Regions from separate parts of the Rattus norvegicus genome. Here region 1 is linked to region 2. Evidence: chromatin contacts called from public Hi-C data. All regions are on one chromosome and are shown on one strand. The core of a region is the stretch at or near the end of the contact, and the rest is flanking DNA. Distances in the headings are between cores, read along the strand shown.

Evidence for each region. A called contact is a pair of places that touch in the nucleus more often than the background predicts.
Region 1: a contact with region 2 is called in a Hi-C map of liver, with 3 times the contacts expected there. The contact joins the promoter of Aars2 here to the promoter of Mrps10 in region 2. A contact is called at or near these places in 2 of 12 Hi-C or Micro-C datasets (both in liver).

Annotation. Positions count from the first base shown.
Region 1 is chr9:22,990,554-22,995,542 of GRCr8, forward strand. Aars2 (alanyl-tRNA synthetase 2, mitochondrial) reads right to left here and starts at 2,983. Exons shown (of 22, transcript NM_001106891.1): 1 at 2,747-2,983; 2 at 2,043-2,234; 3 at 1,144-1,289; 4 at 775-942; 5 at 216-360. The coding sequence starts at 2,974. It overlaps LOC108351892 (a long non-coding RNA gene), which reads left to right. Exons shown (of 5, transcript XR_010054946.1): 5 at 1-3,201.
Region 2 is chr9:21,119,128-21,124,031 of GRCr8, forward strand. It overlaps Mrps10 (mitochondrial ribosomal protein S10), which reads right to left and starts at 3,326. Exons shown (of 7, transcript NM_001389252.2): 1 at 3,246-3,326; 2 at 1-64. The coding sequence starts at 3,293.

The sequences.
Region 1 (4,989 bases), core at 1,733-4,232, 1.9 Mb after region 2:
GATTCTAATGCCAATGCTACACACACACACACACACGCACGTGCACACATGCACACCGGAAAGCTAAAAAATAATGGGGCTGGGGTTGGGGATTTAGCTCAGTGGTAGAGCGCTTGCCTAGGAAGCACAAGGCCCTGGGTTCGATCCCCAGCTCCGAAAAAAAGAACCAAAAAAAAAAAAAAAAAAAATGGGGCTGAGGCAGAGGGGGTGCTCACCTGGTGTATAGCATCAAGCAGTGGAGAAAAGAGGTCGGTGTCGTAGGTGGAATGCTTGCCCTGCAGTACAGCCACCAGTCTTTCCAGGCCCATTCCTGTGTCCACATGTTGCTGTGGCAGCAGATGCAGGCTTCCGTCTGCCTCTCTGGCCAGGAAAAGTGTGCAAGGTGAGGCCAACTGGGTCTGGCAGGTCTGAGGCAGGTGGTCAACTTCAGCAGAAACCTGACAACCCAGGGGCTGAGAGAGGCAGGTACCCCCGCTCCCCTGCTCAAATGTAGATGATGAAGACCTTGGGTCCTCTCTTTTCTCAAAAAGGAGAAAGGCCTTGCTTGGGCCCTTGTCTGCACCTAGACATGCCCACTAAGATAGATTCTTTGTCTTTAGAGAGATCTGTAAGATACGTTAGAAGAAAATCATAGCAATCACCAAGCTCAACTCCATGATGTGACAGGAGGCCAGAGAACATCAGTAATGAGTGAAGGATGTCACAGTCAAGGAGGAGAATTAGATCAGTTTCTCTTTTTGACTAGCAACTAGTGGTAGTGACGGCCACCATTACCTGTAGTGTTGCATGAAGACCAGATTCCATAGCTCAACCAGCTGGGGGGGTCCCATTCCACCAGCCAGATCGTAATGGATCTCGGTACAAGGCCCACAAGGTCCGGTGTCTCCCATCTCCCAGAAGTTCTCTTGCAGTCCGAACGAGAGCACACGGCTGGCAGGTACCCTGGGGAGAAAGTCATGTAAGTGGTGGGAGACTGGCATGGTCAGAGGCTGGGATAGCCTCTCACCCAAGTCCAGGTTAGGAAGAGGGTCCTAGGGCTGAGCATAGCATGCTGGGACATGCCAAAGTCATGAGGGCTTGTACAGATAGGTCTGTTTTCTACTCTTCCTATTGCCAGGGGACAGAAGAAGGGGCCTGACTTACCCCAAGCTGAGCCAGATGTCTCTGGTCTCCAGGTCTGGGTCCAACCCTGTCTTGGAGTCACCACTGAAATAGGAGACCCATAACCTGTCCTCAGGGATCCCATAGACTTGAGTCAGCAGTTCCCAGGCCATGCTACATGCTTCTTTCTGCAGGGAAACCCACCATGGGGGTGGAGAGATGAGACGATCTGGCCACCCAAGTTCATGAGAATAAGACAAAACCATTCCCACTACCCACCCTAGCTTCAATGTCAGACCATGTCCACTTCTGCCTTGAGGCTTTTCTTACCCAGAAAGTGTGCCCATCGTTACAGACCTACCTTCTTTCCAGACCCAGATGAATTCTATCTTCTCCATAAACCTCTCCACCCAGCCACCCTGACCTGGGGACTTTAGGTCCAGTGACTCCAGTGGCGATCTCAGCACAGCTGTCTGGCTATCTGTTCAGCTAACTTTTAAATGGCCATTAGGCAGGAGACAGTCCCTTCCCTCAGTCAGGGAAGTGAGGCATATTCCTTCACATTGGACGTTGTGTGTGTGTGTGTGTGCGCGCATGTGCATGTGTGTGTGCACTCCTGTAACATGTGGGCATTCACCTGTGAAAGTTAAAGGACAGCTGTGGGTGTCTGTACTTAGGAACTAATTTTTGTTTGAAACAGGGTCTCTCATTAGCTTGGAACCTTGTCTGTAGGCTAGACGAGCTTGTCTGTGAACTTCCAAGGATCCTCCAGAATCACAGACACAGACTTTCGGGCTGCACTTTAAATGCAAGTTCTGGGAACCACAAGCACTTTACCAACCAAGTCATCTTTCTCCCCTATAACACAGCCTAGCACCTGGCCACAATGTCCAGTATTCGGGGTTCAAAGGCTTTAAGTCTAGAGTTCCCCGGAAACTCACCTTAAAATATTCACCCCCAAAAGCCCAGTTGCCAAGCATCTCAAAAAAAGTATGATGAGAGAGATCACGGCCCACATCTTCCAGGTCGTTATGGCGTCCTCCAGCCCTGACACATTTCTGGCTGTTAGCTACTCGTCGGAAGCCTGCCATCTCGCTTCGTGGATCCACCGTGCCCAGGAAGATGGGCTTGAACTGGAAGCACAAAAGTAAGGAAGGGGGATTAAACTGGGGAGTGGATGCAGATGGCTGTTGAAACTCAACACTATTTGTGACTCCAAGGGTACAATGTGGTCTTGGATATGGGAACCCCAAGGAGCTCAGGCAGCCGTTTCTAGTGTATGTGAAGCAAAGAAGAGGAAAATGAACCTAAACCAGACACTTCTTCCTAGTAAAAAGTAGTAAAATTTACCTAGCAGGAGTGCAATAAATGTCTATTTAATAAATGAATTCTATTTATTTAAATAGTTTTCCACTCGAAGCCCGTCCCTCAGGGCCTCACACCTGTTATCCGAGGATAATAAACTTAATTTCTCCCAACAAGTTTCCAAGCTAATTCCCCAAACCTAACCAGGCTCCCAACCACTTTACCCAGTCCCTCTTCCACTCTGAGTTCCGCCCCTCACTTTTTTGGTCCAATCTTGAAAGCACTTTTCTCAGGCTGACCCCTCGAGCTCCGCCCCCGATCGGTGTGGCCCCGCCCCGACCTGGTTCATGCCTGCGTTGACGAAAAGCAGGCTGGGGTCGCCGCGCGGCCTCACGGAAGCGGAGGGCACGAGCCGGTGGCCGTGGCGATCTCGGAAGAAGCTCAGGAAGGCGTCCCGCACGGCCGCTCCGTGGGGTGGGTGGGGCTCGGTTGAGAACCGCTGCCATGGGCACGACCTCCCAATGGCTCGCCGCAGCCTCCCGGCCGCAGCAGCCACTGACGCCGCCATTTTAGCTCCGGGCAACGGCTTCGCGGGGTCAAAGAGTGACGTGCGAAAGGACGCCTAGGTTTCCTACAGCGGCCCCTGGCGGGTGGAAGACTTAGGGGGCAAGTCTCAGCTTCTGGTGGAAGTGGTCGCGCAAGAAGGGGACTACCCCTGGCTAGCGGTTCAGCATACGACTTTGCACACAGTAGACCCTTAGTTCATCCAGGATTAAACCGATAATCATAAAAAAAGATCATTATGTGGTAGGCTTTATTTTGAACGTTAGTAGCAAGATTAACACCACAATGCCTCTGCCTCCAAAATCTGTATTCTGGCAGTAAGGGTTGTTGTGTTATTGATTTTGTGGGGGTTGCATATGAACAGGTGTGGGTGCAATTCCGTGCGTGGGCGTGTGGTTTGCGCTGGTCCAGGCTGAAGAGTGCCAAGGGATCGTGAGTATTCAAGAGGTGGTCAACAAGTACAGAACCTTGCATAAGTGCCAGGCACTGCTCTAAGACCTTGCCAGGTCCTCTTCTGCCCTCGGCTTGCAGAGAGCCACTTTGTCCTTAGGGACTGACGCAGGTTCTTTGGAATTGGAGTCTGGTGGAAACACCGACGCCAGACTGCATCTGCTCCATTATTAATTGCTTAATGACATTTGGTCTTTTAATTTGCTTGGGGATGAGAGAATCCAGGTCGCCAGGTCAGGACAAAGTTGTTGGCTGAAAGCTGTGAGGTTGGCTTTCCATAAGCCTCCCAGTACCCTGAGGTTTTGTGTTTTGCTGAGAGAAAAGAGATATCTGTCCTGGCAGGCCCATCCCCTTGACTTCCTGTCCATGGTAATAGCAGTAACCAAGAAGCCCGCAGACCTTGTGGGTACAGCTAGACAGCTTAGGGGCTTCTCATGATGACCTTGCTTGACCTTTAGTCTGGGAAATTTAGCAGATCTGGGGAGAGAAAGGGATTTGCCAAGTTAAAGACCCAGTAGAGCAGTGGTTCTCAACCTGTGGGTTGTGACCTGGGACATCAGTTATTTACATCACGATTCGTAACAGTAGCAAAATTGCAGTTATGAGGTAGCAATGAAAATAATTCTATGGTTAGGGCTCACCACAACACGAGGAACTGTATTAAAGGGCTGAGGCAGTAGGAAGGTTGAGAACCATTGCACTAGAGGTCACTGGGGTCGGAAAGACAGCCTTGGCCACCCCGGGGGCTCTTGGCCATCCGTCTTTGTGTGTTATTTGGGTCTTTTGAAGCACGGCTTCTTTTCAGGGAACACATAGTCTATTTTGGACTGGAGTTTCTATAGCAATAGTGAATTCTGACGAGCCTGTAATCTCTCCCATGATCCTCTGTTCTCTTTTTCCAAGTAGGTTAAAGGTGTTGTTCTGCCCATTTTGCCTTCCTCCAGTGTTTTCGGAACAGAAACCTGAAGCCAGATGGGGATTTCTGAGATTGGTGACCTTGAGAAAATATTGTGAGATTTGTTGACTGTGATGAGACCGTTTTCCCAGAGAGAGGAGATCCTCAGTCCGCACTGACTTTACCCACAGCCCTCGTATTGTAGTAGTGAACCCGTACTTTAGACTAACCTGAATGTGCACCACGAGTTGCACAGTAGCTTTCACATTTAATCCCAGCACTTGGGAAGCAGAGGCAGAGGGTGTCTCTGTGATGGGGGCAGGACAGCCAGGGCCACACAGAGAGACCCTGTCTCAAAAACTGTAGCTTTATTGGTTAATATAAAAAAAAAAATCAGAAGGAGGCCATGACTCCTCCTATGTATGGTGGGGCTTTATTACAGATTTGAAGGAAAGCACGGCCAGAGGCAGCCGCATTTGGGAAAGTCCAGGGTGAACATGACCCTAGGCCCAGCCGTGTGAGGAGGGATGGGAGTGGAGAGGGGAGAGGCCAGGAGGGTAAAAGGCAGACAAAAGGACTGGGTAATGGAAATGGCTGGATTATATAGGGGAGGGCAGTTGGGGGAAGGGCAGCCCAGTTACTGGGCTGGAGAAGTTTAGGTTAGAGGGCAGGGT
Region 2 (4,904 bases), core at 2,076-4,575:
ACAGGAGGCCTCGAGTTCTGATTGTACTGCTCCTAGCACCATTTATAGATGAATTCCCCAATTCCTAAAAGAATGGAGGGGACAGGTGTCAGAAGTACAATCAATTCCCAGAGCACAAGCCAAAAGGTATATGGTGCCCAGTAAAAGGGTCTCGATCTTTCAGAGGAAAACACTGGGCGCCAAAACGGCCAAATTAGGTTTAATTAAAAACAAAGTGCTGGGCAGTGGTGGCATAGTCACCTTAATCCCAGCACTCAGGAGGCAGAGGCAGCGAGTCTCCGAGTTTCAGGCCAGCCTGGTCTATACGGCGAGTTCCAAGACAGCTACATAGGAAAACCCAGACTTGAAAAACCAAAAGGCAAACAAACAAACAAACAAACAAACAAACACAAGATGTTTACTGTGATCAGTTCTCAGCACCCACACCCACTGTAACTCCAGTTCCAGAGCGTCTGGTACCCCTGGCCTCCATGGGCGCCCATATGCATGTGGTGCACAGAAAACTCACGTAGGTACACACAAAGGTGCATGAACTAAAAACACAACCAGATCCGCTCGGCTAGGCATACTGGCACGTGCCTTTGATCTAAGCACTCTGGAGGTGGAGTAGGAAGAGCCATGAGTTCAAGGGCAGCCAGATGTACAGAGGACTCATTTGTTCCAGAAACAAAACAGAGAACAACAAAAGTCTTTTAAAATTACGTGTTTGTATAATCTAGTCTTTGCTTGGCTGAAGCACCTTGCTTGTAAATTACACAGAATACAGCACACACGTTTATACCCATCATTAACTCCACAAGCTGCCCTAACGCAGCATTGCACAAATCCTTTAAGTGAGCGCCCCCTTGTGGAAAGGAGGCAAATGGTACTGTTCAGATCTCATAGTTTCTTAGCCACCCAGGCTTAACCTTGAAAGCAGCAATATAAATTCTTTAAAAATACAACAAAGACAAAAATAACAGGGAGGCACAAGTAGAGGAATTAAAACAACTAGCGGGTACGTTACAACAGCCTCTGTTCTCTGTAATGAACGCCTTTAACCCTGTCATTGCAAGGCGGGAGGATCTGTGAGCTGGGGGCCAGCTTGGTCTACAGAGCAAGTTCCAGAACGGCCAGGATTACAGAGAGACCTCGCTTGTTTCCTTGCTCTTATGCTGGGACACACGTTTCCAGCCTTACTTGGCTTACAAGCAAGGACACCAGGCTCAGTGTAAGAGCATGTGTCGTCGTGGCCCTCACACTCAGACAGTAAGCTCTCTGACACCAGCGACCCAAATGCTAAGAAGCACATTTCCTGGTCACATTCTGAAATGTCTGTTGACTCTGAGGTGGGGGTTGCGTGCCTTCCGACCTGGCCTCCAACTGGAGAGATGGGGATGGCCTGGAGTCTGCCTCCCGAGGGTTTGCTATGAACCACTGCCTGCAGCTTTAACTTTTTTAAGGGCTTGGGTGTGTACAGATCTGGCTGGATAAAGTTTTTCTCACAAGTGCAACACTTCCTTCTCTAGCATCCTAGTTTTCTTTTAAAAAAAAATTCTACATTTGTATGGTGTTTCTACATTCATGTACATGTATGTGCAAGTGTTTGGGGGCTAGAAGCTGTCATTCTCTGTCACTCTGCACCTGCTTACGGTAGGATCTCACTGCTCCCAGGACTCAAAATTTTCTTGGCTATTCTGGAAGCCAAAAAGCTTCACTGGACCTCCTGTGAACCCCTGGAGCTGGGTCACAGGGGGGCATGAGTGACCCTCTTGATAGCCTGGTGCTGTCACCTGAACCCCAGACCTCATGGTTGTGCAGCAAGTGCTCTTAACCACTGAGCTATCTCACCTCTCTAGCTCTCATGTCTTTTTCTTAGGATCAGTGGTTATACAAGTGTGGGCTGGGACTGCCCATGAATCCTTAAGACACTCTCAGAAAGCCTGAAACCAAAACTCACTAAGAATTACTCAAGGCTTTTCTGCTTCCATCCTCTGGCTGGTGTACAGTGGAGTCTTACAAAGCTGCATGAGTTGTACTATATGATAAAAGATGGTGTGCAAAAACAAATAAGAAAGCCGCTTCTGCCGTGAGGCTGCATACTGAGGCATTACTCTCCATCAAACTTGCTTTTGCTTTGGGAAGCAGTCTTTCTAAAGTGTTAACTAATTTAACCTGGGAAGATACAGAGGCTGAAGTGACCGCTCACAGTTCTTGCAGAGGACTGGAGTTCCACAGAAGGCTAAGAATGGGGTTCAGTGGCAGGACCTTTGTCTGGTGTGCGCAAGGCCCTGGGTTCAGTCTCTAGTATAAAGGATAAACGTTTTTGTAGACACAAGTTTACGGAGCCCACTCTGGTTCTGAACTCTGTATGTAGCTGAGAGTGATTTTGAACTTCTGATCCTCTTGCTTTGACCTCTCAAGGGCTGGTGTGACAGGTGTGGGCTGCCGTCTCTGGGTTATGTGCTGCTGTGGATCCAACCCAGAGCCAGCTTTAGGCATTGAGGTCTCTAGCAACTGAGCTAGTCTCAGCCCTTCCTTTTTAAAAAATCGTTTATTTTGAAGACAGGGTCTCAATTTGCAGGCCAGGCTAGTGGGCAATCTTCCTCGTGCTTTACAAGTAATCCTATTAGAGGTCCAGTTCTGAGCTTTGTTTTCAAAAACCACAAAGGTCTCGAGGCCAAAGTTCTTGAGACCGCCTAGTTTTTGTTGTTGTTTAATTATTTATTTTGCGACAGGATCTCAACATGTAGCCTGACTGTCTTCGAACCCAGAAGTCCGCCTGCCTCCTTTCCCCAGTGCTGTGATTCACGCCGTGCAACATCAGGCAAGTTTTCCTTCTTCAAAGAACCTCTTGAGGGAGATCTAACCCATTCCTGGGGCCCTTCGAGTCAATCTCTCCAACCCCTGAAGGCGAGGAGGACCTCTCAATGTAACTCCACGCGAGCTTTCTGAGTCCAGCTCCGGCTCAGCACCTAAGTATCCGAGTATTCCTGTCTTCTCTAAGCTCAAGGTTCTCACTGCCCTTTCTAACGTGAAGGGAGGGCTTCTGGACATATTTTTCTCATCTTTCCCGCTCTGACATTCTATAGTTCTAGTTCCTATCTTGTCAATTTGAGTCTCTCGGGGGAAAAAAAATCAGCCCTTATCTTGTCCCTTCCTAATAAAAACTATGGAGGAACACTCCGAGCCGGCCGGGTAGAGGGTAGCAGCGGGACTCGGCGACGGCGCCTTCGGCCGCCAGGGTTTCCCGACCACCCCTTTACCTGCTGCAGGCGCCGGCAGACAGCCACACACGCTGCGCGCGCCGCCATCTTGGTGCCCTGACCTCCCACGATCGCTTCCGGGATCACAGCCGTGCCCTCGAACCATAGAGTTCGAAAAAGAGAGAGTGTCTCCTGTGTTCCGGCACTGAAACAACCATAGAGACGTGGCCCCTTGATTTTGTTTTTTTAATTTAAATTTCTACTTTATTATTTATTTACTTGTTTATTATTCACGCATTCATTTAAGTTTTTGAGTGGATGCGTCGCTTTCGCCGTCTGGATAAACTGCCAGGTTCTATCTATATGCTATATAGCCTAATTATATTTGTCGTGGGTGTTTCTTGTTTGTTTGCTTTGAGACGCACACAACAAAACGCATACTTGGAAAGGAATTTGCTGTTACTACTGAGTCCAAATTCTAACATTTTACCTTATTGCAGAAGCCATTTTGTTGTTAAACTTTGTTCACACCGTCGGAATGCCAGGCTTGTTAATGGATATTTCTAAATTGTGTTTTTCAAAATGCCTTCCCATGCATTTAACGTAATGGAAGCTCCACACTTAGGAGCTCTGGTTTCTGTTTAGGTGGGTGACTTGATCAACTTTCTTCCATACTCTGAACCCATTTTTTTTTTTCCATTTGCCAAGTAGAGAGGAGGACAAAGCAGTAGAGGATTAAATGAGATTAAATGCTATATGATAAACTCATCCTGAATTTGTGGCATCTCTTCTACATCCTGGCTCTTAAAAGGTTATTGGGAAAATGGATAAGGATCAATTTAATGAGGACGATACAAAGTATCTACCTTAGTTAGGGTTTCCATTGCTGTGACAAAACACCATAACCAAAAAGCAAGCTGGCGAGAAAAGGGTTTATTTAGTTACACTTCCAGATCATAGTATATCATTGGAGGAAGTCAGGACAGGAACTTAAGCAGGGCTGGAACCTGGGAGCAGGAGCTGATGCAGATGCCAATGGAGGGCTCCTGCTTACTGGCTTGCTTCCCATGGCTTGCTCAGTCGGCCTGCTTATAGAACCCAGGACCACTAGCCTAGGGATGACAGCACCCACAGTTGCCTGGACCTTCCCCCATAGATCACCAATTGAGAACATGCCTTACAGTTGGATCTCATGGAGACACATCTTCCACTGAGGCGCCTTCCTCTCCAATGACTCCAGCTTGTGTCAACTTGACACACAAACCCAGCTGATACAGTATCTCTGAAAGACCCCCTCCCAGAAAGGGAATTGTACAAGCCCAAGGCCCTCAACTATAGAAATAAAAAGTAAGTTTTTAGATATGTGGGACAAGCTGACCCATCATTTAGACGAAACAGACCAGAAAAGAAAACAAAATGCAGAAACCAGACTAAATTATGGGCACTGCTCCATGGGCCACCTGACAGGAAAAAGAAAAAGTCCCTGACCCCCCGGAAGCCCTGACTACCATGTACTTTTTGCTAACTCACTGTTATGATTATAGCCAAAATAGGTAACATACACGTATGCCTCATTTACTCCACCAATCACATCCCTGTAACCATGCATCTGCTTCTGTAAGCCTGCTTCTGCTCCCAATACACTATAAAAACCCATCCCTGGTTCTGCTAGGCGCGCCAGTCTTCCAAATTGACTGGGACGCCCACAGATACCTGTGT